2 separate regions of the Arachis hypogaea genome follow, and region 2 is linked to region 1. Evidence: chromatin contacts called from public Hi-C data. All regions are on one chromosome and are shown on one strand. Each heading gives the region's core, a stretch centred on a gene start, on an enhancer-like site or on the middle of the called end of the contact. The rest is flanking DNA. Distances are from core to core; before and after follow the strand shown. Region 1 has its middle 11 kb from the start of LOC112710192. Region 2 has its middle 12 kb from the start of LOC112708805.

The links. A called contact is a pair of places that touch in the nucleus more often than the background predicts.
Region 2: a contact with region 1 is called in a Hi-C map of an unstated tissue, with 6 times the contacts expected there. The contact joins two enhancer-like sites. A contact is called at or near these places in 4 of 8 Hi-C or Micro-C datasets (leaf and an unstated tissue).

Annotation. Positions count from the first base shown.
Region 1 is chr9:7,522,269-7,530,033 of arahy.Tifrunner.gnm2.J5K5, reverse strand. No RefSeq gene overlaps it. Among protein-coding and RNA genes, the nearest start is that of LOC112710192, 11 kb to the right of the region's middle. Within about 2 kb of position 4,108, at least 2 of the 3 cell types and tissues checked have open chromatin away from gene starts, as enhancers often do.
Region 2 is chr9:7,591,513-7,599,277 of arahy.Tifrunner.gnm2.J5K5, reverse strand. No RefSeq gene overlaps it. Among protein-coding and RNA genes, the nearest start is that of LOC112708805, 12 kb to the left of the region's middle. Within about 2 kb of position 2,842, at least 2 of the 3 cell types and tissues checked have open chromatin away from gene starts, as enhancers often do.

The DNA of each region.
Region 1 (7,765 bases), core at 2,859-5,358:
ACTGCTGGTTGAGGATCTGGCTAAGTATAGTAACAACAGTGGTACAAACAGGCTCAACAGAGGAGATCAAAAAGGGGAATTAGAGACATGACATCGAGTTGGAAATTAAAGCTAACAATACTACAGTGCTGGAAGACTAGAAGAAGTGCTAAGAAGCAGGGGTCATGATAGAGTAAATCAATTAAACAGAATTAGTTAGCAGCTTCAGTAAAATGTGGATAGTTAGTTTAGTTTGTGAGTATTGGCATTGCTGTTAGTTAGAGTTAGCACGTGATTAGTTTTGTGTGGATTAGTTTTGTGATAACAAATTAGTTAGTTGACAGCTGTAGCTCTCCCTGGTTTAAATAGCTAGAGATGAGTTACTGTTCATTACTTTTCACTTTACCAATTCACAATACAAGAATCAGCTTTTCACTTTCTCTGTTCTCTCTGCTTTCATATTCCCTTTCCTCTTTGTTCTTCTCATGTATGGGCCTGATCATTCAGTTCCAATACCCCTTTTCTTCTAAATTTGATTAGTGGTGAATTGAAGTGATAAACAACGGCTTTCAAATATTAAACTTCATTTTGTCATGCCAAAGTGAAACACGGGTAATAATGAGTCCTTATAGTTTCTGTTGGTGAACTTAGTGTGAGTTCACCAAATTTGACGTATTTAATTTGATTTGAACAATATGTAGTAATAATTTTACTGCAACTTTTAGTAAAGACCGGATATAACACTATGAGAAATTTGCTAATTACTGTTAAATTTATTGGTAGAATTTTAAAAAATTCGACAGTAATAAGTTTACCATTAGATTTATCATTGGACAAGAACAAACGGTATAAAATTTATCGGTAATAACTTATCATCGAATTTACCTATTTTATCAGTAATTATCGTCGGATTTTTTCAATGGTAACCAGTTTCAAGATGCCAAACTTAGATAGAATTTATCGCCAAAGAAAATTTGACGGTAATATTGGCATAATTTAATTTGTATTCGATTTCGTGTCGTGTTATCGTCGAATTTATCCCCCGGTAAATCCGACGGTAAAATTATCATAATAATTATTTTAAAAATTAAAATTTAATTATTACCGTCAGATTTATCACACCGTAAATACAATGATAATAAAAACAATTTAAATTAAAATGTAATATAATTAAAACAGAAAAAGTAAAAAACACAATTTAAAAAAGAATTGTCACTAAATAAAATTAATAAAGTTTTTAAAAGACATACATATATATATATAAAAAAGAATTGTCACTAAATAAAATTAATAAAGTTTTTAAAAGACATACATATATATATATATATATATATATATATATATATATATATATATATATATATATATATATATATATATATATATATATATAAAGTCTGCAACTTGGATGCAGTGGAGACGCAATGGTGGTGGTGGATGTGCAGTGGCAGCAAATGGCGACTGGGAGGCATTAAATTAGGGGGTTAGCGTCAAGGTCTTTCTAAAATCAAATAAAAAAAACTAGGGTTAAGGTTGTTGCTTGGGTAGCTGAAGGTGGCGTGGTGGCTGGAGGTGGCAGTGTGGCACCGTGGAGGTCGGCGGTCTTCACAGTAGCGGTGAGAGATGGAGAGGGGTTGTGGCTGTGAGACAAATAGACCTGGGACGACAATGACATGCACAACAACGACGAAGACTTAGTGGCGCAGTTGCAACGTCTTTCATGGAGCTGGTAGGGGAGCGGGGAGAGAGAGAGGTTTCAAAGAATGGGAGGAGTCGCGGACCTTAAGTATTTAAATTACTATCGGATTTTTCAATGGTAATTAATCGTTTCATTTAACGAAACGGTGCTTTTCAAAAAATGAATTACCGTTGTAGTTCTAATAAATAGTTTTTCAGCCTTTCATTATTATTGGATTTTCTGCTGAAATGCTGAATCTGACTGTAAGGTTTATTTCTTGACAAAATTATTACACAAACTGTCACAAAATTCACCAATAAAACTACCGATAATAACCGCTGATAAATCTGACGATAATGAATATATTTTTGGTAGTGTAAACTTCATTGCACTTGCTTAGAGATTGAATTATGGTATATGGCTATATCATCTTCCTTTTTCTTTATTTGTCTTGCTTTATTTTTATTTGTTATAAGACCAAATCAAAAAATCTCCTAAATTGTTAATTTCTATCCTAAGGTTTAAAAAAAAAGGCTAAATATCTCTTGCTAAACCATCACATATGTTCTTACGAACTTTGACAATAAATCCCCTCGAAACAATGTTAGAAAGCAGCAATAATACTAAACTACATAGCTCATTATATATGTTTGTTTCAATATCTAGGTATTATTACAAGAATAGAAAGTATGAGAAGACAATAATTTTAGTATAAAATGTGTATAATAGAATTAAAAAAGAAATAAAATTAAAATTAAAAATCAAATCATTAATTAATTAATTTTCAAATTTTAAAATTTAAAAAGTTAGGATTAGCATTTAAACTCATTCACACTACATACGATTATTCCTAGTCTCACCATAACCTCCAATACACGTCTAAAACTCGCCGTTATCTTCTCTGGTCTTCACATCACGCCGCTGCTACACTCCGCGCCAGTTAGCCCGACGCGCCTCGCCCTTTGCCACTGTTTTTGCGCCACTCTTCCGGCAGCCATCATCGCGGACGGCAAGTCCTATCTCCCCGTCACGCGTCTTGCCAGGCTCGTCTCTCTCTCCCGCGTTGGAAGCCAACGTCGACGTCGTTTTCAACCACCGCCGTCTCTCTCTCTTTCCATACGCGTTTCATTAGTGCATCCAATAATTGATCACTCCATTTGTGCTTTTTCCTTGTCTTACTTATCTCCTTTACTGCTTTTGAAGTACATGCATGGAGGCGCATGTAAGTTTCTCACGATCAAAATAACTTTGATGACGTCATCAATGGAAGGAAGGAAGACATACCGACACTGTGGTGGAGACCAAAAACAAGCATGTACATAGAACTGATAATTTGGAGAACGGTTTCATAATTTGGTGGGTAAAATGGACTACCATCATTATTCTTAATGAGTTTGATTGCCTTGGACAATTTACATGTGGTAGGCTTCATTATCATTACATGAAGGATATTTGGACTTTGGAATACTTAATTAGCCACAGTCACAATTGAACATATTATAGAATGATCATTTTAGTAGGTATACAAATAGTTATTTTAATTGTTATGTGGATGATTATTTTAATTGGATTGAGTTTAATTATATATAATTAAAATATGTTGGATGTTCAATTTATTTGGTATGCGGATGATTATTTTTATCCTAGTATGGATGGTTATTTTTACTATGGGTGAGCGACACTGGTGGTGGCATGTGACAAGCCAAGTAGCAACGGTGAAGTAAGATGATTATTAATGAAGGTGGGATGGCACCCAGTTAGGAGAGAAGAGGGTATTGAAGTGAAATGTTTTGATAATTAGAGTTTGAGATTGTTATTTTTTTGGAATAATTGAGTGTTTTTTATTTAGGTAATTTGTGGAGTGTTTTTTATTTTTTATATGTATTTGACCCAAATTCAAAATCTATTATACATATTGTCAAGATTTTTATTGTCTTCTAAGCGGAGTTCCATGATTAACTTAGTTTTAAAAATGTGTGTACACTATGTTGTTTCCATTTCTAATATTTGAACATGATACAGTAAAAATGAAACAGACTTACGTATCACTTGATCAACTAATTAATACTGGTTTCGCTTTGCAACATGTTTCTTCAAGCATATTCCACAAAATGGGAGAAATCTTTTTTTTTTTTTTGGTTTTGGCGGAAGGGGGGGTGGTTGTGGTTTTGAGGGGGTTGTTGTTTGATAATGGGGTGGATCGTTGGTATTGTACTAAGGTAGATCAAGTAGGTGAAAGAACTAATGGGTCACTAGGTATTATGTCAATAAATGAGCATGTCTTCTGTTGTGACAATTAATTAATATGCCTTCTTTTTTTTTTTTTTTTTTGATGATATGAGGGGCCATAGGCCTTCTTTAATTTCTTTGGAAGATGGAAGATTAGGAAGGGGGCCCTATTGTTCCCAATAACATGCATGGCTAAAAAAGCCCATGGCAGTGATGATGACCTATTAATTGCAAAGTACATAGATGGTGTTTTTGTGTGCTCACACTTCAGTTATATATAGATGTGATCTATGATCGATTATACATGTTTCCCTCCCTTATTTCCTTATGAAGATAGGGAAAAGAAAAAGTAAACAAACCTTGTCATTTACACATTTGAAACATTGATCAAAGTTCTATATATATTAAAAAAATATAACCAGAGGAAATTAAATGGAGACTATAATCTAATCAAATGATTATAAATTAGATTAGGTGTTTATAAATTGCGTTATGAAAATGTTACATTTTGATCCTAATTGAATTTTATGTAATGCGTTGGAGGTTAAAATGAATTTGTAAGGTGTAGAATCTCTAAATAATTTGCTGGAGGTTAAAGCGAATTATTATATGAAGAAGCATAATTCACTACTCACAATCACAAATTATGAAGAGAATAATAATCAGTTTGAAATTGGTGCGAATTATGAAGAGACATTGATATATAAATAGAGCTTGAATGTGAGTGTATGTACTGTAGAGTGGCTAAATACAATGTCTAATGATATTAGCTCTTGTGCATCATAGAGGAAAAATTAAAAAAAAAAAAAACAAAAGAGATGCGATGCAATAAAGTTTGCTAATAAAAATCCAACAAGTGTTTTTATCCGTGAATCAAGTAGTTTTGCTGATTGAAAAACCAATATATTGCAAAAATTTAGAATGTATAGAATCAAGCATGTGGAAAAATTAGTTTACAAGATTTTGATTTTCATGGTGTTAGCCTCTGTTAAGTATGATTCATTTAGACATATCCAAATTAAATCAATGGTTATTTAGCCTAATAAAGTGGTGTAAGTTAGCAGCCTCGAAGTATAGAATGATACGGTCGTATAGAGACATATTTGATAAATATATAATTTGAGTAATTAGAAATCCAAATAAAAAAACATACTAAATTACAACATGAAAATAAAAATTTAATAAAAATTCTAAAAATAATAATTAACTACTAAATTTTAATTTTTATAAATTAAAATAGATTAATACCATCCAAACTATATCTAACGTAATAACGTATCCAAACTACTTATCAAAACACTCACTATCCTAAACCGTATCCTAATTCAATGTCCACCACATATTCTCAAATATTTTTATCTAACTCTAGTCACCATTGTCACTACTATTTTACTTCAAATGATATTTATCAAAACTAATAAACAATAATACTAGCATTTTTAATATAATATCACTATCATTTCTAATCTAACAACACTACCATCAATAATATTACTACCACTCTAAAATTATTTCTAATAAACAATAACATTATTATTTCTAATCTAACAGAAAATCCCTTAAATTAAAAGATATTATTACACTAACCTCTTCATTGATATTTTCAACAACATAAACAATACCATCTTGTTAACAAAGACATTTGCTTCGTCCATGGCCCCAAAAATAAAAGAGAAGCGAAATATAAGTTTTTTTATAGATATTACAATTATATAATATATAAAGTAGCTTTGTTTTGAGGTATTGAGATCGATACTAAAAGATTGAGACTCAGTATAATGTTTATTGGTTTAGAAACTGGTATAAAGTTTTTGATTCTGTCCCCCAAAATTTCAGTATTTCAGTACCTCAAAAAAGTAGGGACATAGGAGATTAAAATTTTTAGAGATGAAAACTGAAACTTTAATAACATTTTATACCTAAAATACCTTCATTTCAATTAATTAATTCCAATTTTATTCTTTTGTACAAATTAAATTAGAATTTCATTCTTGTTTCAATTTCTATTTTCCATTTTGTACTAAACAAAATATTGAGATTTATTTCAATATTTGTCTTAGTCTCTATCTCTCAGTCTCAGTCTTTTCATCTTTGTCTCTCCACCAAACGCTATCTAAATACTTTTAATTTATTTAAGTAATTTATCCTAAAATTTATTTAAGCCCTTTTACTTTTATTCAATAATGTTTGTTTGTATCCAAGTGAATTCAATTTATTATGTCATTGTGAACAATATAAAACAAATTTTCATCCTCTGGTTCGAGCCATCTGCCACAATGTCCCTCTGCATTTGCCATAGCCAACATGCAAAATAAGGACTCCATCAACATGATTGCTATCCATTAGCTATTATTCATCTTCACTGCTAGTTATTATTATTATTATTATTAGTTTTTTTGGGGTCCATCACAAAGCAGTACTATAAACATAAATAAACATAAATAAAAATAGTACATTGCACATTGTATTGTTTGTAGTACGTGTATAAAAAATAAATTTAAGGTGACGGTTGCAATCAAACCAAAAAGTGACAAGATAGCTAAGGATCGACCTGAATCTTGAATGTGTACTTTCACACACACATATTTTTAGAAAAAAAGAGGGGGGAGGAGGGGAGAAGTGTTGTTCTTCAGTGACGAGTTGTTAATTTAAAGTTTTAGAACAAAATTTTCATTTTTTTTTTTACATTTGTGTAGTATTTAAATTTAATACTTTCTGAGTCTTTAATTATATTTCTTTAATAATAATATTATTCCTTCAGTTTTTTTTAATAATGTTTAAAATCCAAAAAAAAATAATAAAAATGGAAAATTATATTTACACCACTAAATATACACCTTGACAAATTTTTATTTTCTAACATTTTTTATCAATCATTTTTTTATACCAAATGTATAAAACATACATATAAGATATATAAAAAACAGTGAGTATAACATTTCTTCTAGAAGTCCTAGCACTCGAATTATCTGCATTGTTGCTTCCATACCGGTATCTCTTTAGCCCGACAAATCAAGGATTAATCCGTCGTGGATCGGAGCTCCATTTAAGGGTCTGTCGCTGGCTAATGAGTTGCTGCATGCACAAGGCAGAATTCGAACCCCCGACACTTATTTAAGCGGACGAATAAGCTAACCATTCGACCAACCCAAGTTGGTTATACACATGACTAGTTGATAAACAAATAAAACACATATATTGACTCAAAGTACAAAGTACATGGTCACATAATGCAAGGAAGGATTATTACTATACCTAATTCCTAATTATAAGTCTTTTACAGTAGTATAGTTTATTCAAAGCTAAGTAGCAACACTTAACACACAAATTAAACCAAATTATTATTTAAGGTAAAGTATTTCTTTTAATTCTTAAAGTTTGTTCAAAGTTTTTAAATTTTTCTTAAGTTTTATTTTATTTTAATTTTATTCTAAATTTTTTTTATTTAAATCAAATATATCTTTATCCGTAATTTTTCAAAAAATTTAGGATCAATTCAGTAACAATTTCACAAGAATAATTTTGAAGAATAAACTACCATTTCTATCCACAAAATTTAAAGACGCTGACATATCTACCCATCGAAAACAAAAATTACCATTTGTACTAAAAAAAATAGCTTTTGCATGCAAAATTATCAAAACCCTAAAAATTTAAATGAAATTCCTAAACTACCCTTTTCTCCGGTCTTCACCACTAGTACTATCGTCTTCCCTCCTCTTCTTTTACACCTCTTTCCAGACCAAAATCTGTTCCAGAGAGCTAGCCTCCCCCTTTTATCTTCTCTCTCTATTACGTGCTATTGTTTTTTCTGATGGCATCGTCGGAACCCACGATCAGACCTTCCTATCCGAATCAACAAGGTCCACACCAACGCCC
Region 2 (7,765 bases), core at 1,593-4,092, 71 kb before region 1:
ATTCTAATTTCAACAATAGTAGGTTACCTAGCCAGATTAAAAAAATGTCTCTTCTAAGTGTTACCAAAATTTTATAATCAACACGAAATTCATCTTTACTAATACCTAAACACAACATACTTTCTAAATTCTATTCTATTTATTCAACTCTTTTACTCCTAGTATTTTGGTGTAAACTGAAAATCTTAATTCACCTCTTTAATTTTACTATCTAAATCTTTCTTTTACTTTCAACAGTTCATGATTAATGTATTCATATACTAAAACATAAAACTACATGAGTTTCCAAAGTAAACGAACATCAAAATTAGGAAAAATAACGAACCAAGAACTAATAATTAATAGAACCTTCAAAGAAGTAGAATTCATAACAACGTGATCTTCCTCCAGAGTATGGTTGGAAGCCGGAGACTTCCTTGGCCGGTTCGTATTCCTTCAACATTAAGCAATTCTCCCCTGAAATCACAACCACCCTAATTATTTTCTTTGCTAGAAGAATCTTAATAGATTCTCTGACGAAGGTTTCCGAGAAGTTTATTTCTCGGATCATATCTTCTATTTTAATTCCCTTGTTTTTCTTTTTCTTGATTAAATCGTACACTTCACGCGTTTCAAGAGTTAGATTATAAGACGCTGCTGATGCGGGCGGCGGCCAAAGCTTCTCTTCTTTCTTACCCTCAAAGGAAGAAGAATCTTGCAAAAGAAAATAAAAAGAAACAATGTAGCTATTATGGTCAATATCAAATATGAATAATCATGTATTTTTAAGTTTGTCTCAAAGTTTTCAAGCTTTTTCAAAGGATTAATTTCTCACCAGCTGGGATGATTTCCTCCTGCAGTTGGAACTCTTTCTTGATTAGATTCTTGGATTGAAGCTCATTAATAGTTTCGTGCACGACGGTCTCGATGACGCTTTCGGAAAGGTTTGCAGCAGCTGACAAAATTGCCATGTTTTGCTTACTGTGGATGAGTTTATAAAACTCATATCTTCCGCCAGTTACTGAATCAGCTTGTGGCTTCTGATAAGAGGAAGAAGATTCTTGCATTGCAAATTACTCTGTCCTTAGAAGAAGAAATAAACAAAAAACAATGATGCTTGGTTTATGTGTTAGTAGTCACCCTCTTATAATTCAAATAATTTTGAAGATGAATGTTAAATTGTTAAGGTTATAAAGATATATATAGAGATTATAAATAAAAGTTCTAGAGTAAATCATGATATAGGATCTTAACCGTTTCCTCCATGGAGATATCAAATTACTAGGGTATTATTAATGTTTTTAAAGTTAAGATAATGCTTTTATTAAAAAAAATAAAATGTAAAGGGTATAGTATTTCAATAATATTCTATTTATCAGAATAAAATATAAAAAAAAACTTCTTATATTTCTTTCCGAATCCAAAAATCTTTCTTTAAAACATCTTTTAGAAAAAATAAAAAATACTTAAAAATAGTTGGAATAAAGATTTTATAAAACATACTATGTAAATACCACAAATTAGGCCTAATATATTTGTGTATAATATATTATTTAATTTATATGAGTAAAGTTAATTTATATGAGATCATCTTATTAGTGCTTTTTGAACCTACCAATAGGGGTGTGCATGGGTCGGGTGAAACCGGGTTTGATGTGACCCAGACCCGACCCGAAATATATACCGGGCCTATTTGTTAGATCCGAACCCGACCCTAGACCCAATGAAACCTATACACTTTCGGGCCACGATTATACCGGGTAAAAACCGGGTGAAAACCGGGCCGTTAACATTATGTTACCTTGATACCTTCTTGTAAGTTAGCATGTAAAAATATCCAAATTTTCAAGACTCCAACTATTATTTGACATGGTAAAATTCACTTAGAAAAATATAATAAGAACCAACTTTTATCTAAAATTAAAGCATAACCATAATCAATACTAATATTGCCTAATAACACCAAATATTTAAATTAATACAAATAACACAAGATTATGCATTAGTCTAAAGTCTTATGTATTTTAAATATAAAACATTAACTTATAGTCTTATATATAATGACTAGTAATACAAAATATTAAGGTTTACAATACTTAAATTTCACATAATAATAGCCATCATCCATCACTAATAACACAAAATATTAATTGTGTATGATGACCGGGCCACCGGGCCGATTTCGGGTGACCCGAGATATGGCCCGGACCCGACCCGAAATAATGACCGGATCTATTTTTAAGACCCATACCCGGCCCTAGATCCGATGAAATCACACCAAATTAGCCTCAAAAGTGTTCGGGACCGGGCCGGATCTTCGGGCCGGGCCGGGCCGGGCCGGGCACACCCCTACCTGCCAATAATGTTGTTACTCTAACAACAAGATGTAGAAGCTCTATGAAAACTACAAAGATTAGAGTTTTGAGTTCAGCCGTGCTCTTAATCAATTTGTGGTGAGAATATATGTGATTTTTTATTTACTTTTTATCAATATTTTAATATTTAAAATAAAAAGTATATAAAAAATGTACAACGCATGTATCAATACTTTTGAGTGATTATAATTAAAAGTGATTATAATAATTAATTGTAACAAAATAATAACATAAATTTAAAATTAAAATCTAAATTTAACAAATTAATTCAAATTTTATATTTTGATTTAAATTTGAATTATAAAAATTTGTATATCCATAGAAAGATAATTATATTTTTTTTGGGTCCTTTTTGTTTAGTTGTTTGTTTGTTTGTTTGAATCATATATTTTTTTGGTCTTTTTTTGTTTGTTTGTTTGTACAGGGTATATTTTTGGTCTTTGAATGATTATTATATAAGAGACGAGTAAGGAACCTGTTGGGCCTAAACGGGCTTTATATTAATTGGGCTTACAGGTCAACTATGAGCTCGAGCATACCAGTTATCATCATTCTTTTGATCCACATCCACTTTTCAAAATAATGAAAAGTTACTGACAAAAACAAAAAAAAAGAGAACAAAATATTGTAATGAAACAAAAAAGATAATAATGGATTTCAAAGTTAACTATTCAGATTTAATAAGATAGAGGCACAATTACGTGTATAAATTGCAAAATTAAATGTTAGATTTTTCATCAATTGTTCATCAGTTCATATACACTTTATTATCCAAAATGCAACTTGCGTCGTAGCGGAACGCTAATTGGCAAGATTCATGGAATTCATGATCTTCTAAAGTAAAGAAATTGATTCAAGTTAGAGATACACGTGCTGATTTGAAACAATAAGTTAATATTTTGGTGGATTTGGATGATAGTTAGCTTTAGTGTTTGGTTGGACGCTATTATTTTAATATATAAAAAAATTTTAATGAAAAAAATCTTCTTTTATTTTTTAGTATGTTTGGCAAATTTTTAGTAGTAAAAGTAAAAGTATTAGAAAAATAAAAAAAATGTTTTTCATGTAATAAATAAACAAAAAAGTACTTTTATGTTATTATATCCAAATATAATTGATAGATAAAAATATCTTTTTACATGAGATATACAAATATAAAATTATTTTTATTTTTTTTATAAGATCTTTTAAAAAAAAATAACTAAAATTTTTTTTTTAAAAACTCACCCAAATAAATCCTTAGTATTAATAGTATTAGCATTATTTTGATATTTAAAATCAAAATTAGTTCAAGAAGGATTTTAGCATGAAATAAGTACAAAAATTTGTATGTCTTTTAATGCATTAAATTAAATAAATACTCTTTTTTTTATCAAATATATTCTTTAAATTAAACCCCTGCTTAACTATATGAAGTATAGGCATTGATACCATGTATGACATAGGATATGTAGACTTGCTAATTTTAATATTTTGTGAGATACGAAAACACAGTATACATATAAAATATAAATTATTTTTAGATAAATTATAATAATATTTTAATATTTTATTATATTAAAGTATAAATTATTATGAAAATTTTTAACTATATAACATATTTAAGTTAATTTTTGATGTTATTAAATAATAATATATACTATTTTTAAATATATATAAAAAATATAAGCCAATAATAATATTAGATATACTAAAACTGTGATAATATTTAATTACGTTTAAATATACTAAAAAATATATTTTATATTTTTATTAAGATACAGTTAAATATAAAAAAAAAACAACAGGCATGAGACGGGAAAAATTTATCTATATGTCATAGCTCCTTAATTAACAAAACTCTTTGATTTAATATCAAAATTCAAAATTTATGTTTAGTGTTCTGTTTATAGTATTTCTTTTATGTCTTCTAGTTGATTACATAAATGGGTCTATTATGCATTTCATTTTTTTTAAACTAAAATCCAACATGTGCAATAATAACAGAAGTGAGATAGCCAAATTGATAAATTCTTTATTCTCTTATTAAAGGATTCCGATTCTTATGTCTACTCTTATTTCATTTCGTGACGGGGACTTCCTATGATCACTGTGCCTCAACTAATTAGCTCACTAATTTGCTACTTATCAATAGCCAAGGAAAATATATTTTGATTATCAATTATACCTCATAGTACTCTAAGCTTTTAACCAGCTATTTTTTTTTTCAGGTAGAATTACTAGAAAATTTACACAATAACAACTAACTTCAACCACATTATTGTAATATTGTCAAATAAATTTAGCATGAAATTTATTAATGAGTAATTATTATTGTTTGAATTTTGAATATGAAAAATACTAGAAGATTAATAAAATTTATTATTTTTTGTTAACTATATTTAAAAGTGTAGGATAAGAATATATTTATAAATTGTTAGACTAAAAAAATTAAACTGATAATTAAAAGTGTTGAATAAAAATAATAAATTCTGTTAGTCATTAAATCTTTTTTTTTCTTTTAGATATTTTATTTAATTAAATTTTAAATATTTATATTTTTAAGAATTTTAGATAATTTGTTTCTTTATGTTGAATGTTGACTATAATATCAGCGATGTTGGTGGTGCAATGTTAGCTCTCAAGTGTTTCTATTTTAATTCTCTTCTAAAATATATAAGATATTTAGTTTATGTTTTTCCCTTCCTTTTCAATTCCTTTTTCTTAATTGGGTGATGATTGACTAATGACATGACCCAAAACGAAAGCATTGTCGCTAGGATATTCTATCAAAACGGCAAAGAATAAAAAAAATGCATGTAGCCTCATTAGTGAACACTAGTTAATTATGGTACGTGTCCAACATGAAAATTGTGTAGAAGATAACAAGCCACGCCGTCAATATTTATTATAAGTGTAATTGATTACACGTAACAGTTAATTAAGGTGGCAAAGTGCAATTGAAAGAGTCGATTGAGGACTAGAGGGCCAATAGGTGAAAGAGACAAATGCTTCGATCCCTTTCATCATTTACTTAGAGTGTATATTTGAGGTATTGATAATATATTAAGATCTATGAACTATGATTAGTAGTATATGTAGGGTTGTGTATTTCTACCTGTATTTATTAATTTGTGTCACACTTACTTAAATTCAATGATGCAAGAGGAGTAAGAGTTTGAATATTAACAAAGAAAGAAAAATATATGAATTTATTATTTTGGATTTTATAAAAATCAATTATTTGTAAAATGATTTTTAAAAAGGAAAAATGATATTTTGGTCTTCTAAAAATAATTTTAGTTTGTCAAAGTGCATCAAAGACGATCAGAAGACATATTTAAAACAAAAATGCTATGTGCTTAAAAAAAAGAATTTATTATGAATTTATGTATAAATATTTCTATTAAGGAACCAATTAAGAATAAAGTTAACTCTAACTAACTAGTTAAAAAATAAATTTATTACAAATAAAAGAAAGTTGACTTATATTATAATTAGTTCTTAGATTTTTTTCAAATTCTATAATAACAGTTAATTTAGTGATGGATTTTTTATATACACGTAACATAATTGATAATAAAAAAATAAATGATATCTTTTTCATAATTATAATTACTAGCAGATTAATACTAGTAATAATAATGATAATGATAAATTAGTCAAAGAAATAAATACATTATTATATTCTTAGCGAAGTTATTTTGGGATTAAATTATTCTACATATAGTATAAAAGAAATTATACATAGCATAAATAAAAACATAAAGCATGCAGTAAACAACAATAAGAATAAAAAGTAGAGAAGAGTATCTTATACATGCACTAATGACGTTACTCATACTTAATAGTAGTAGGATAATATTAAAAATATTTGAAAATTTTAAAATTAAAATAAGATATTTTAAATATAAAAAATAAAATTGAGACTAAATTTAAATATTAAAAATTAAAATAATATTTTACTCCGTAATTCAGCCACAAATTTGAATTGGCATCTATTTGTGACACCAATTCAAATATAGTGACGTATGTAGAAGATTTAAGATTATATATAAAAGTAGGTGTATGGACCAACAATCAAATAATTATCGATACCATGATGTGTTTCTTTCAAAATTCCATGTCATATCCAACCTTACTAATAATTACTAAGATCCATCATTGTCTTCTACTACTTCTTAGTTCTTACGACATTATTTGTTATCAACACAGAATTCACCTTGAGAAGTTAAAGCTAGAGTTTAAATACCATTTACAATCAATACTAGCTATATATAGTTAACCTATATATCTCTAGTTAACTTAAACTAAATAACTTGTTTAGTTTTAAAAGTTTAAAACTTTAAACTAGCATCTTTCCATTCTTTTTAGCTTACTCAAACATGAAGTTAATAACAACTAACATATATAGCTATTATTAAATAAGATTGACTATTTTCGTGATACTACTTCTCTTAATAACTTAAATTAATAAAAGAAAAAATTGTCATTAAATTATTTTTTTCAAAATTTTAAATTGATAGAAGAGGTACATGAATAATGATTATATTTTTAAGTTCTAGCACGCTTCTCATTCAAAAATCACTTTTTGAATTTTTGTAAATTTTTGCATTGGTCTTCTTTAGATAACAAGGATCGAATTGTATAGCTTAGGTCATAAACGTTCTTGTACTATATCATAAAATCACGTTTTAAAAAAAATTAGATTAATAAAAAAATACATAAATAATTATATGTCTAATAATATTTTATAAATAATTATATTTTTAATAACTATTATATCAAATGCAAATTGATAATTGTTGTAGTTATTATTGGCGTGGCAAGAGTTACTTGAAAAGTTTTTGGAATGTAAGTAAGCCAAACCCCTCCATAAGATGCAAGTGTATGCATGCATCTTCTTGCTTCTTGCTCTTTTAAGTCACCTAATATGATGTCCAAGATAGATTTCGCTTTGTTTTTCATAATCCTATTATCTACATATATGAGTGACGCTGATTAACGATTATTAATGGAATATGTTACATATACAAAAATGTTATTTGTATAACAAAATCAGCCATTAAAATTAATCACTAATATATTTGTATATAAATATATGTGTGATTTAATTTATTTTTAATATGTATTTATATTTCAACATATATTTTATACTAATAACTGACTTTATTAATGGTTGATTTTAATATACGCGTAGTATAACCATTACATATAATATTAATTATGAAAGAACATTGACCATAAAAGTGTGCATATATATATATGAGTTTTGTCTCTTTGATCCTGGATTTATATTTCTGCTCATCAAGTATCATCAACTCTTGTTTGCAATGTTATTTTGTAACTCCAGCCAGCCACAAAAGTTAATCAAGAATATTGCAGTGTTAGAGTTGGAATGTCTTTAAATTGGGCCAAACCAAATTCCACTA